Linked DNA regions of Anas platyrhynchos: region 2 is linked to region 1. A link is a contact called in public Hi-C data. All regions are on one chromosome and are shown on one strand. Each heading gives the region's core, a stretch centred on a gene start, on an enhancer-like site or on the middle of the called end of the contact. The rest is flanking DNA. Distances are from core to core; before and after follow the strand shown. Region 1 overlaps KCNJ2 (potassium inwardly rectifying channel subfamily J member 2). Region 2 overlaps MAP2K6 (mitogen-activated protein kinase kinase 6).

What was found. A called contact is a pair of places that touch in the nucleus more often than the background predicts.
Region 2: a Hi-C map of subcutaneous adipose tissue shows a contact between it and region 1, with 3 times the contacts expected there. The contact joins two enhancer-like sites. A contact is called at or near these places in 4 of 8 Hi-C or Micro-C datasets (liver, skeletal muscle and subcutaneous adipose tissue).

What each region holds. Positions count from the first base shown.
Region 1 is chr19:2,441,825-2,448,411 of IASCAAS_PekinDuck_T2T, forward strand. All of the region lies in intron 2 of KCNJ2 (potassium inwardly rectifying channel subfamily J member 2), which reads right to left. Among named protein-coding and RNA genes, the nearest start is that of KCNJ2, 39 kb to the right of the region's middle. Within about 2 kb of position 2,602, at least 1 of the 8 cell types and tissues checked has an H3K27ac peak or open chromatin away from gene starts, as enhancers often do.
Region 2 is chr19:2,634,991-2,641,779 of IASCAAS_PekinDuck_T2T, forward strand. It overlaps MAP2K6 (mitogen-activated protein kinase kinase 6), which reads right to left. Exons shown (of 13, transcript XM_038165340.2): 6 at 6,760-6,789; 7 at 6,278-6,329; 8 at 4,116-4,243; 9 at 3,371-3,448; 10 at 2,371-2,510. Among named protein-coding and RNA genes, the nearest start is that of MAP2K6, 30 kb to the right of the region's middle. Within about 2 kb of position 3,046, at least 2 of the 8 cell types and tissues checked have an H3K27ac peak or open chromatin away from gene starts, as enhancers often do.

The sequences.
Region 1 (6,587 bases), core at 1,352-3,851:
ACTGGCCTGCCAGATTTTCTAAAATCAGGATAGGCTCACGCTCAGCTGAACAGAACAGGGTAAGAATATCTTTGTATTTCTCTGGCTTGCAAATTTTTAGTGATGTGAGTACTGTATGGAAGCAGGAGGGCTATCAAGGGAGCAGGTATTCACAGGGTTTTCAATGCATACCCTGCTGTGGGATAGCACCAGTCAAGCCACGTACTCGCTCGGGAGCCCATGTCGTGCTTGGCCACCTTTCAAACGTTCACCTGCAGAGCCCTCTGAGCTCAGAGACGCAGGAACAAAACTTAAACCTCTTTCCCTGGAAGTTCTGAGTCTGATGAGTTGATCCTTGCAAATGGCTGTTAGCCAAAGTGTGAGGGTGGGGAGAGAGCTGCATGTGAAGATGTGTTTCTGGTCCGCTTCTCCGCTCCTGCAGCATCTTGCCCACCGACCCTTCTGGCACAGCAGCGGAGCGCTAAGCAAGCACAGAGGGAGCTTACTTTTAGGTGTTCTGTGCAAGACAAGCAAGGGGCAATGCTACCAACCCGTGTTTTTCCTAATTCCAGTACTGCTGTAAGAGAAGGGATGAAGTAGAGATCTGATTTGGCCTTTGTCACTGTGTGTGTGCCACTGTAGGTGGAAATGGGGGAAATTTCCAATGGGAAGAGATGGAAATTTTTCATCTTTTCTAAGCAAAATTAACACAAAGTATTTCTGCAACTGTCCTGCCAACCTATATACAAGTTGGTTCACCTAAGTGATTCAGCCTCCACTTTCTCAGGTGATGCCTGGCAGTTCCTGAAGGAAAGATGATGTGAAATAAGTGGGATTCAAGATCTAGAAGTGACTGAGATTACCTCTGTTAAAATCCTACATGGCTTCCCTGCATTGCAATATGCATATTGTATTTCTGTTGATGGTCTTTTTTTTTTTTTTTTATCTATCACTGTATTTTACTGCCAATCACTGTAGCCACTCTAGTGAAAACTGTGCGTTGATAAACTCAGAGGCACCTAGTTTGTGTTAACATTGCCCTGTGAATTAATTACTGCTCTCCTAACTTTCTTAGATTTTTTAGTCTATTATATTAGCTTAGATAAAAATGTCCTCAGTGTTTTCCACTGGTTTGTACCAGAACGTCAGAATTGGCCTGGACTGCGTGGCCACACGGTAAATGACAACATCAGAGTTTATTTTCTCTGCCGGAAAGCAAATAAACTTTGCTGAAAACAGAGAGTTAGATCATTGGCCATTGTGGAAGGAAAAATACAGAATACAGTAGAAAACAAGCTTGAATTTCCTGAGGAGCTAGCACTGTGCCTATTTACATCACATGCGGAACTCCATCTTGATGGCCGTGGTGCAGACTACTCCCTGATAGGAGACCGGGTGACTGGGCCGGCTGTTCCAAAGCATGTCACCTCCAACCGGGCACAGCAATTCCCTCTTCGGCTCCACAGCGGCACCCACAAAGGCCACACAACCTCTCACAGCCATGGTCTCGGCATCTTTTCTTCCTTGCTGGAGAGCCTGGCCGGGAGCTGCGCAGCCAGGGCAATCAGGGGAGTGGATCGCTGGCACAAAATGGCTGCCCAGCCCCACTCGTAACTCCCGCATGGCTGGGAAGGAGGTAGACGAATTAAATTAGCTGGCACCTTCCTAAATTTCCCTCAAAACTAAAATTGAACAGATGAGTAAAGCCATACCAAGCTCAGATTGTTGGTTAAGCTTCCTGATATTGTTTTTGACTGATTATTTGGACCGGGCCTTCAAGGCCCACCCACTAAAACACCTCTGTCATTTGAAAAATCTGTCGTCAGAGAGGAAATAATCTTCGGCAAGAAAATGCCACTGCTTCCTTTCTTTTCCTATCGTAATCTTGCGCTGCTTATTTGCTTTTCTGATGTCATTTTGTGCCTCCAGGCTAAATTTTGCCTTTCGCTTGTGCAGACACAGAGGGGAGGGAGGATTCCCCACCCACTTCTGGGCATCCTGAATTAAATTTTGGGCCGAACTGCATGTCCTGTGCTGCTTTGGCCCTTGGAAAGGATGGCCCCAGAAGGAGGCTCCCCCCGGTTTTGTGCTAGTAGATGTTGTGCCTGAGAAGGAATGAGCCATGCACTTCTTTGTAATCTCCCTAATACTTCAAAAGTTGGCTTTGATCCTCTAATATTATTTGAGCTAATGCCCAAACCTTATTAAGCAACCTTGTGACAGAGACTGGAGGGAAAAGGATTGTGCCATTTCTCATCAAGTATTAAAAAAATCAGTACAGAAATTCATGAAATGTCGAAGTTGCTGCAGCCCACGGTGACACCATGGCCTGCCGCTGGCATTGCAGGCCCTGGGACTCCAGAGGTTTCCTGGGCCTGTGCTTGCTCTTCCCACGGGAATGGGTGCTGCAGAGAGTAAGGGGCATAGGGGGGCCAGGCTGGCACAAGTCAGCTTGTTGGTGGCATAAAGCAATCCACAGAAACACACTGTCAGACCTCGGCTCACAAAAAGATGGTCTGATTACAGGAAGGCCGTGTTCTTTTGCTGAGTCCTGAGACAGGAACCGCCTTTATTCAGAGTAGCACTTAGATCTGTATTTTGCTTTGACCTAATCGCATGCTTAACTTCAGAGCTAACTGCCTACCGAGGCCACCGGTAAGGGCTCAGGCAGAGGGAACGCTCCGCACTCGAGTTCTGACTATCTTGGTTTGACAAAGGCCAGAGATCACATGTCGAGGCAATCAGTGGCAAAGAGTAAAGAGTGAGAGAGGCAGCCAGAGAGACAAAGAGATAAAGAGAATGAACAGAGGCTCGTCATGTCGCTTGTTACAGTACTGGAAGGTGCTTGTGCTCTCTGACAGAAAAGGTGACATAAAAACCTTTGCAAAATAGAGCAGAGCCGGGCACAACGGGATGGCTTTGTTCATCCTTGCTAATGGGATGGCTCCGGTGCTTAGGATCGAGTGCCAACAGCGCCAATCATTCCTGTGTGCTTTGTTAAAAAAAAAAAAAAAAAAATCCTCCAAATTTTCAGAAGTTAGAAATCACCCACCAGCTCAGCTCTCATTATTCACCACCCCTGGTTCTGGCCACCAGCACCGCCAGGTAAAGCCAGGGTGGGTGCACAATAAAGGTGAGCAGGTCTGAAAACATAAGTGAACACTGCAGAGAGCTGTTTGCTTTGCATTATTCACACTCTTCAAGCTCTGGCAAATTGCTTTTCCTCTGACCATACTGTAATTTTTTCAAGCTGAACTGGTTTGGATAGAGTAAATATCTGTTCTGAGTCCTCATTAGAAATTTCAATTGACTTTGAATCTTTTTGGAAGGTCCAGAGAGAAATAGAAGACTTTCAAGCATCTTTGTGCTTTTGGTGTCTGGAAGTGGCTTCTCTCACAGGAGAGAAAAGAAAAGAAGCAGATCTATTTGAGTAATTTAATCCGTATAAGGTAATTTACTACAAGGCAACACTTCAGCGCTCAGTGCTTTTTATTTTCCAGCACACAAGTATCCCTGACCTTGCTCTTTTCTAACCTCAGTTGGGTTTCGGCTAGCTCTGTAAGAAGAAGCCTCCCTAAGGAACAAATCTACAAGTCAAAGTCATGACTTCCTTTGCTCAAAAAAGGATCCAGAAGACTGGATCAGCTGTATGTATCTCCTCCCTTTATATGGTTAGGCTGTTCCAGCGCTTTCATCATCTCTGGTAAAATTAGCACTATAGTAATTACCCTGGGCCAAATACACAGCTGGTGAAAGTGCACATATTTCAGAGGGACGAAACTTGAGATGGAATTGGCAGGCGCTGTCCCACTTATTAATGCGAACGTAAGGAAAGTGATGGGAGTTGTTTCAGTCCCGCATCCACATGTGTAGACATATGCACTCAACATGCAATTCTGCTTTTACCTGCTAGAGCTTTGCACCCAACTTCCTGAGTATTGCCAATGCCAGCATTTCCAAAATCATCCCTCTGCATCTTTGGTACGGACCGTACCAAGGGAAGTCTGTGGGGCTTGGTCTTTGCACCAACAGCCATAGGTTTGCTGGAGGGTGTTGGGAGACAGCTTCTGGTGTGTAAAGCTGTGCAGGGCTTATGCCTCATGGGGGATTCAGCTAAAATGGGATGGTGACTATATTTGATGGTTTTACTTGGTACTTCTCCAAAAAGAAGGATAAAATGAGAGGAAAGGGAAAGAGGACCCAGTAAGGCATGGGTATTTGGCCCTCCAAAAGGAGTGGCTGCCAGTTCAGGAATGACGCTGTGCCATGCCCTCATAAATGAAAGAACTGACAAGGGAAAGGTGAATTTTTTGCCTGTGGAAAATGAGATCACTGAATAGAAGAGGTTTTAATCAGTATATGCAATGAGTAATGCAACAACTGCAATAAGGTTACCAGATTTTTTTTCTCTACTCACATCCCACCACAGGTCCCTCTGGAAACTGTGCTATTGAAATTGGTGGGGTCAGCTTTACTCAACATGAGTAAGGCCCTTGACCTGGGTGGGCAAGGAAGCTTCCCCCTAGAGTACATTTACCAGGGTCTTTTCTGATTTCTATTTGATGATCTGAAATGGGACCTACCCATTTATCCATAAGCCTTATTTTTCACACCCCACTTAGGGCATGCCTATCACAATGAAACACTTATCGGTCAAAATTTGAAAAATTAACAACACACCCAAAAGGCAACTCCACCCAGACAGTGTGCTGGACACCCAGTACGGACACTGCCCTGAGGCACAGCACAAAGTGGCAGTACTGGGGAGGCTTCGGGGCTGTCTCCTCTCTACTGCTGTTTTGTGCGATGGTCACATACAGGCTGTCAGCTCATTTTGGCACCTGGGCTAAGCAGGAATCGTGCCGAATGAACGTCAGACCAAAAATAGTTCCTGCCCTGTCAGGCGAGTCTGAGAGACACCCTGTGATCAAAGATGGGGAAACACAAGGAACAAATACAATGCCCAGTAGTCGCAGCGGACCAGCTGCCTGACAGTTGTGGAGCTTCCTACACACGCTGCTGCGAAGGAGGGTTTGAAGAAAGGATGTGAAGGAGAATGATGATATAGATGGTTCAGCAGATGTTTAATTGGAGCTACTCCCATGCGTGAGAGAACGCACGAAGCTGTTCAATGGAAAATGTGCGTTCAGAAGTGGACATGGCACTGAATATGAGATAATTATTAAGGCATTTCTATTTTGGAGTCCTTCTGTGTGTAGCTTTGCATAATAAACGTAGCGTTGCCTTTCTACACGCACACACGTTCCCTGGTCCAAACAAACAAGCAGCTCTTTGCTTCTTGTCACTGATACCTCTTGAAATAAGTATCTTTGGCCACAAATAGATCATTGCCCTATTTGAAAAGTTCCTAGTGGAGCGTGGCCAGTTTTGACTGGCTATATATACCTAAGCTGGCAAATCAAGCAACCTCTCAGCTTTTGCTTCTATATATAAAGAGGAATGATATAGAATAAATCAGCCGGACGGAGCACATGTCGTATCAGTTTTTGTACCAAAACCGTTTACTTTCTGAGTTGGATTTACTCTACTGAGCCTCACAGGGCAGCTTCGGGAAGCCTTAAAGTCCTGTTCCAGGCTTCCCTAGGATGGTCGGGCAGTACCAGGGGCTGGCTGACAACAGGGTAACGCCGCCTTTCCTCACACCCTTTAGGAACAGCCGGGACCCCACTGGGGACAGCACACCCGAACCGTTTCCACTCCAGCTGCCTCGGCAGCACCGAAAAGCGGCCCCCTGAGGCAGATCCCCAGGGTCAGGCCGCGGCTGAACGCCCGGACCCCGCCGAGCTTCTGCACCCCCGGCCCCCAGCCGCTGAGGCGAGGCCCCGGCGGGGGCCGGGAAGGGACCGGGGGGGGGGCCCCGGCGGTGGCTCCGTGGGCCCCCAGCAGGTGGCGCCCGAGGGCCCCGGCCGGAGCCGCGGCGGGAGCGGGGCCGGGCGGCTCCGGGCGCAGGTGGGCGCCGGGCCCTGGGCCCTGGGTGCTGGGCCGGGGGCTACGAGCCCGGAGCCGGCCGAGTAGGGGCGCAGAACCCCCCCAGAACTTCGTCCCAGAGCCTGGGCCCTGCAGCTCCTGGGCCCTTCTGGCACCCCGTTTGTGTACCGAGGGAAGCAGAGCGTGAAGCCTGTGCTGGCTGATGGGAGGCGATATGACGGCTGCCAACAAAGCCTAGCTTTCTAGGGAGCAACAGGAGGTCAAAAAGGAGTTATCCAGTTTTCCTTTTCCCCCCCGTGATGTCTGTCTGATTTCCCCTTAGTCGTCTCCTCAGCCCCTTGGACTGACCCCAATAAACAGTTTAAATTCACAAAGTTGCCCCGGTGTTGTGATTTTAGGCCCCATGAAAACGTGGACACACATTTTTCAGCCCAGCCTAACCCCTGAATGTTCATTTTTTCATTTATATTCACTTCTGCCGCGCTCCCTCTGGAACCTGGAACCAAAGGTGCTGTCAGTCGCCTCCCCACACAGGCCTCTGAGGCCAGCCACAGACACCAACTCTTCCTGTTTGCAGGTTCCCAGCTCAAAACCAGCAAAGATTTCAGAGCTAAAAAAAGCTTACAAACAATTTTTTCTTCCCACACAAGCACTGGTAC
Region 2 (6,789 bases), core at 1,796-4,295, 190 kb after region 1:
CTCCAAAGCATGTGTACACTGATTTGTTTATCACCATGCTGTTATCAGTGGGGACGGTTCCATGGGACATCCTTTTTTTCTCCTCTCCTACAACAGATGGCTCTGGAGGGTTGTAGCTGGAAGTTATTTTGGTTTCCCTCCAGCAGAAAATAGTTTTTAAAAGACAGGACGTAATCTCTACTCACTTCCTGACAGTGTATTTAGGGGAAAGACACTTGGAGCAACTTGAAAAGATTTTCACACACGTACACGTCGGTGGCGGGGAAAAGGTGTCACACTGAGCAAAACAAAAGTGAGAACCTCGGTGATGATAAGTTGCTCCTCTGCTGGGATTTGCCGGAGCCCAGAGGAAGCGGAGGACACACACTGAATAGATATTTCCTGCTTGTTGTGTGTAGCGGGCTCGTGTTTAGTGTCATGTTGTGAATGAACAGAGGAACCTAGTAACGATACGTGCCAATATTGCCGAACTGGAGGTACGGGATGTGTCACATCCTCTGAGCTCAAAAGTAGCCCAAGCTGAGATGCTAAGGTGAATTTCAAGCTTGGGCATGTCCAGAAGCACGATTTGGATATAATCCTCTTAATTTAGAAGCTCTACAAACAAAACCTTTTTTTCCGAGGTTATTAATACCAGGAAATTTGGTGACAAATTACTGAAATCCATGTAAATTTTCAGGAACAAAGCGCCGTTATTAGATCTGATGCTAGCTCAGACAGGTCACTGCAGCTTCACTGCCCCAGACAGCGGATGGTGTATTCACCCTGCGACCTCCTGCATTGCAGCTGGCCTTGATACACTGACTTGTGACCTGGTTTGGTGTCAGGAGAAATCCTCAGACTCTGACACCACAAAACCAGTGCAACACGCAGCCAAAGCTCATTCCTCTGATTCCATGCAACTCCACTGGTGTTTAGGGGTCTTCAGTGATCCTAGATGACAGGTTTTGCACAGAGAGAAACTGCCATGTACCCTCCAAAGCATAAGGTTTCAAGGTACGAGTGCTGCTCAGTAGGGTCATGATTCTCACTGCAACTACCACGAACAGCTGTGGCTATCTTAATCCTAAATCAGCCCAAGGCAATAGCTGCAAGACACCGTGTCTGCAAAAGCAAACTATGCCTCTGTTCAGTGGGGAACAACAGCCTGCCTGGCACAAACAGGCAAGTCTGCAATAACAAGCAGTGAGCCAGCAGCACAGGAGAAAGGCAGCTGGTCCAAAATCCCAGCGTGGGCCTTGCAAAAACAGTGGGCATTATGCGAGAGGGTTTTTCCAAGCCAGCTCCCACCTCTGACAGACACAGAGCAGTGTGGGCATGTGCAGGTATTCCCCAGCACGAAGCGGGAGAGAGGCGTGCAGCTGAATCCAGGGACCTCGAAAACATGTTTGGACAAGACTCTGAAGAATTTGAGCGTCAGTACTTAAAGTCCCCGGGCAGGAGTGGCTGATAATCCCCTTCCTGGGTCACAGCAGAGCCGGCCGGACTCCAGGCCCTGACACTGGCAGCTCGGGAACAGTCTCACATTTCTGTATTTGTCGATCTGCCGTCCTTTCTTGGCTACCCTGCAAACCACCAGCCACCTGCCAACTTGGCAAGCCGCGGATGGCACTGCAGCGCCTGGAAAATAAAAACGCCTCCCAGGCGGTTTCCAGGGAAGCTGGAGGGAGAAGCAGTCAGGAGCCGCGGGGCCGCTGCCAGCTCTCTTTGAACCATATGATGAGGGCAGCTGCGAGTCTCCTCGGGTGCTGGGAGAGCCTGCGCTTTCATGCAGCACTCCCAGCCTCCAGACAGCGCGCATCTGCTCCAACCCTTTTCCTACGACGCAGCCAAATCCTCCCGCTGCTTCCAGCTCCGAGTCCCAGAGAGAGCGGAGCAGCAGCCGCAGGGCCCAGCAGCGGGACAGCCACGGTCGGGGCCATCGCGGGGCGAGCTCAGCACCGGGCCTGCCCTCAGATCTGCGTCCCCCAGGAGCAGGGTGGCACGAGGGGCTGCTCAGGGCAAGGTTGCTGGAGGATGTGGCCATTCCTGGACCCTGCTCAGCTTCCCCACCCTGTCACAAACAGTACATGATATTCATATGGGGGCGAGCAGCTGAGATAAATCCTTCTTAATCCCTTCTTCCTGTACGTCCCCCAGATCACCGGGTCTGGGTCTCAAGCAGAGAAAGCCAGCCATCGTTGACCACCCCATCTATTGTCCTTGAGGGGTGGTTACTGCACAAATACCATGTCCCTGAGGGACAACAGTGAGGATGGGGACAGTGATATGGGAGGCCACCAGCACCTGTCCTCCTCATCCTCAGATGGCCAGGGCCAGAAGGGCCAGGTCCAGCAGGGCCTGGGCAGCAGGGACAAGGGGGAGGTTTACCATTGCGAGGTAAAATCGACGAACTCCGACGAAAACTTGTCTGCCGGCAGCTGTGGCGACGGCTCCTCCACCACCTGCTTGAGCTGCTGGAAGGGCGTCCCCCAGGAGTCGTAGGGAAAGCGCAGGATGGCCAGCTCGATCTGGGGAGACAGCACCCATGCCTCAGTCCCGGGGGACAGACACCCCGGGGCTCATCCTGCCACCCCATGGGATTTTGGCAGCCTGTTTAACCACCCATGTGTGTGTTTTTTTGGGCCCTGCAAAAACACGTGGAATATTTTCACCCCACCAGGCCACAGTGTCTTGCAGGAAACCTTTTGTGTTTAACCTCCCCCAGCAAACAGGGCAGGCCTGAGGACACCCGGCAGCCTCCACATCCAATCCTCCCTCCTGCCCTCCTGTTGGACATCACTGGGGAGAGGCCAGAAGTTTAAAAAACACATACTGCATAGGGTCACTGTGCTATAAAATGGCAAGGAGATGGATTCCCTCTGAACACTGCTTCTCCTGGTGTGCAGGAGATGCCGCCGATGCCCCCTCCTCTGATGGGGACTGTGCTAAGTGCGATTTGCCGGGATGTTTTTTCAGGTTTGAAATCCAACCTGCTCCACAGACAGACACAGTGCCGGACGCCTTCGCCTTAGCCCATGCTGCCATCTCCCGGCAGCCTGTGGCCACCACAGCAGGGCTGTCCCCAGCAGGGTGCCATCCCCGTGACAGCCACAGACAGAGCCTCAGGGGTGTCCCAAGGGTGGGACATCCTTGGAGACCTGTCCTGCCACGCCAACACATCAAAGCCAGCAAAGCAGCTCCATCTGCCTTCTCCTCGACCCCACAATGTGCTTACTGGTACCTTGTGGATTCGCTGTGTGCCCCTTCCAGCCCTGACACCTTCCCAGGGAACCAGTGCCACCAGTGCCAGGGGGCTACAGGGAGGAAAACGAATCCACAAACCACACCCAACACCCCAACCACACTGCCAGCCCCCAGATTGCCCTACCATCGTGATCCCCAGGCTCCAGATATCAGATTTGACGCTGTACCCCTTCTGGTTCAGCTCCGGGTTAATTCTTTCAGGCTGTGAAGAGACACAAGGGCAGTTAAGGACCAGGGATGGGCTCAGCGCGATGCCTACACCCAGGGCTCACCAACCTCAGAGGGGTCTTTCATGGGTCAGAGCCACTTAGCCCACGCTGCCAGCTCCTTCCCTTGACCATCTTGGCATCAGATCAAGCCTACATACTTGCCAGTAAGGGCAAAGTGAAATGGGTCACCAGAAGGAGATGGCACCTGCATCAGGTTTGGGGTGGTGCAGCTGACCCAGCACATCAGGCACGAAGGAGGTGACAAGCCTTGACTCTCCAGGACTGCGTTCACCCCATGCAACTACTTCACACAGAGCAAATCCAAAGGAGTGTTTTTCTCCCAAAAGAAAAGCACTGGTGTCCCCACAGGGCAAACAGCAAAAGTTCAACACGGAGTAATTACAAAGCCTTTCCCAAGGTCACGGGGAGGAGATAAGGCAGCAGAAAGCCATGCTCACAAGACCTGATTTGACCCGTGAGATCCTTCTCCTCCCTCTACCCCTTTACAAGTAACTTCAGGGATACGTCTTACAAAATGAGGCCCCGGGACATGCTGGTGGCTGATCCTTCCCCCTTTAGGATGACCCGACACCCAGGCTCATGTTCCTCTGGCTGCCCTGCAGCAGCTTTCACAAGCGGCTTCTCGGCGGCTCAACTTACAGCCATGTAGGGTTTGCATCCCGCATCCATGGTTTTAGCAACCGAGTCAACGAGGTAACCGCTAATTCCAAAATCGCACATTTTCACCTGCCCCTGTGTATTGATCAACACGTTAGAGGGCTTTACATCTGCAAGAAGGAACACATACCACAGTCACTGTCATGCATGGGCCAAGCCAAAAAAAGCCAAAGAGCTTCCTATCAGCAGAGGGCACCAAAGGTGCCCGTGCAAACCCCGGTGCTTCATATAGGACAGAAACTCAGCTGGTTGTGGCTATTGCAAGTTCAGGTGACTGCCTTGTGGGCCTGTTGGATGTCCTCCAAGTGTCCCTTCACTTGCAGGTTCCCCTCATTGATTTGTGGGGTGGAAGGGAGCCCTGCATGTAGCCACCGTGTCCTAGTGAGCTGGGGATGGCCATGGCAATCACAGTGCTCACAGGGGCACAGCTTGGAAGAGCTGGGGCCAACTCCAGGGGACGTCTGTGAGAGCCTGAAGTATCAGTGAGTCCCCAGCTGAAGCTGCTGTCTCGTCAGCACAAGGGGAAAAAACATGGGGAAAAGGATAAGAGGTGGGCAGGAAAGGGTGAAGAGCAGTGAGGATTGCAGTGGAAGGAGGGAGCAGGAAACTGAGACAAGGATCAAGATTTCAGAAGTGGCCTCTAATTTTAAGGATACCGAGCTTGCAGGCAATGAGAGCAGCAGCAGGCGTGTGGGTGCTCCACACCTTATGGAAATCAGTCCAGTGTCTCATCTATTTATTACTGCCAGATTTATCTGCTTCCCATCACGGCCTTATAATCCCTGGTGCATTTGCATCATTCTCATGAAGGCGGTTATAATCACCATCAGCAAGGGAAATTAAGGTACAGAAAGAAGTCAAAAGTGATAGCTGCCAGAGCATGCAGGGGCTTCCTGGCTAGGCTACTCCCAGATGAAATGTCAGCACAAAGCCCATTTGCTGAGCTATTTAAATGCCCGACACAGGCCACCCTTCTCTCATCTAAGGACTAAGCCTCAAAAGGGAGCAATCCTTCCCCTGTTGACACCCAGAAATAAGAGGTCACTTCTGCAAGAAGGCCATCTACCTATGTGTGATAAAAGATTAATTATAAGCGCTGAAACACTGTCTGAGGGAGACCAGAAGCTGTTTTTGAGTCCTGCTCTTTAGCGCTGGGTGGTTTACAGCTCATTAACATCTACTCTTTAATCAGCGCTTTGCAATCAAATCAAGTGCTTCAGGTATCTGAGATCCTCACCCATCTGTTATTATCTTGAAATAAGACAATTTTCAGTGGAAATCAAAGAAGCAAACAGAAATTCAGAAGCTGAGCAGCATTTTCCACCCACTGCAAATGACACAGAAGGCAGGAACTCAGTCCCCAGCCACGTGCAGGACCTACAGCACATGACCACCTGCTGGAGCTGAACTCCGTTCCCTTCAGACACTCCTTCCCCCTGCAGCAACACCCTGGAGAGGGCTTTTTCCTCCTCTTAAAAAATTGAAAACGATCCTTTGGAAATAAAGGTACTAAGCAGCAACACTGCAATTTGTTTTTCTAAGTGTGTTCATGGCATATCTGAGATGCAAAAAGGGAAAAATGCCGGAAGAGTTTGAGGAGGGTATTCAAGAGTACGTTTGAAGCTATTTTTGGTGTCAAACCATTCTGCCCCCCTGGCATTAGGGGAAGCCCACAGAAGGGACTGGGGTGGTTAGATCCCTGCCAGCAAGGAGGAGCCTCCCACTGCACACCAGCGTGGAGCTGCTGAGCTCCAGGAGAAGCCTGCATGAAGCCTGAGAGCACCAAAGTCAGAAGGAAAAGTTGGTTATAATTTGGCAGAGGTGTTGAAGCACACCATGGATTTAGACCATGGATTAGGGAAGTGTAATGCAAGGGAAACTGCCCTGTTCTGCCAACACCATCAGGCTGAAGCCCACTTCTCCTCCACTCCAGCTCCAGCAGGGAGTCAGTAGAGGTTTCTTATGCTATGGCTTTTGCTTGTTGTGAGACACTGGGGAATAGTTTTGCTGTCCAAGGCTGATTTTATATGGGGCACTTTGGGAGCCCTGTGCCTGGCTGCAAGGCCAGCCCTTGTGAGACTGACACCACGGAGCATGGGACGGACAGACACCGGCACGGCCACGGCTGCGTGCCTGGCTCTTACCTCTGTGGATGACGGAGAGCTTACTGTGTAGATGTTCTAGTGCTTTTACGATCTGAAAGAACAAAGCTAGAGTGAATCACAGCTGGCAGCACCGCAACGGGGAGGGAAGGCTATCTGGCTTCACCCCCCATCCTTACGGATCTGTTCGGAGGTGCATCCTGCACCCCACGGTGACAGAGGGTCCCCAGGGATCTCCAAGGATACCAGGACCTGATTGAGAAGGCAAAGGAGCTGCAGGGACCTCCCCACATCTAACACGGTGCCACCTCTCCATTACAGGGTGTACAGGCACATTTGGGGGTATTTATGGCTTATAAATAACATCACCCCAAACCTAGAAGCCACCTAGGGATGTCCACATGGGCTGGCCTGTGGACCATGCTCTTCCTCGCACAAATACTGCTGGGAGGCTGGGTCATGCAGGACTTGGCTTAAAAAAGAGACCCCCTTTTTCCTTCCCCCTTCACCCCGCTAATACTCACAGAGACGGCTATTTTCCCTAAGATGTCCTC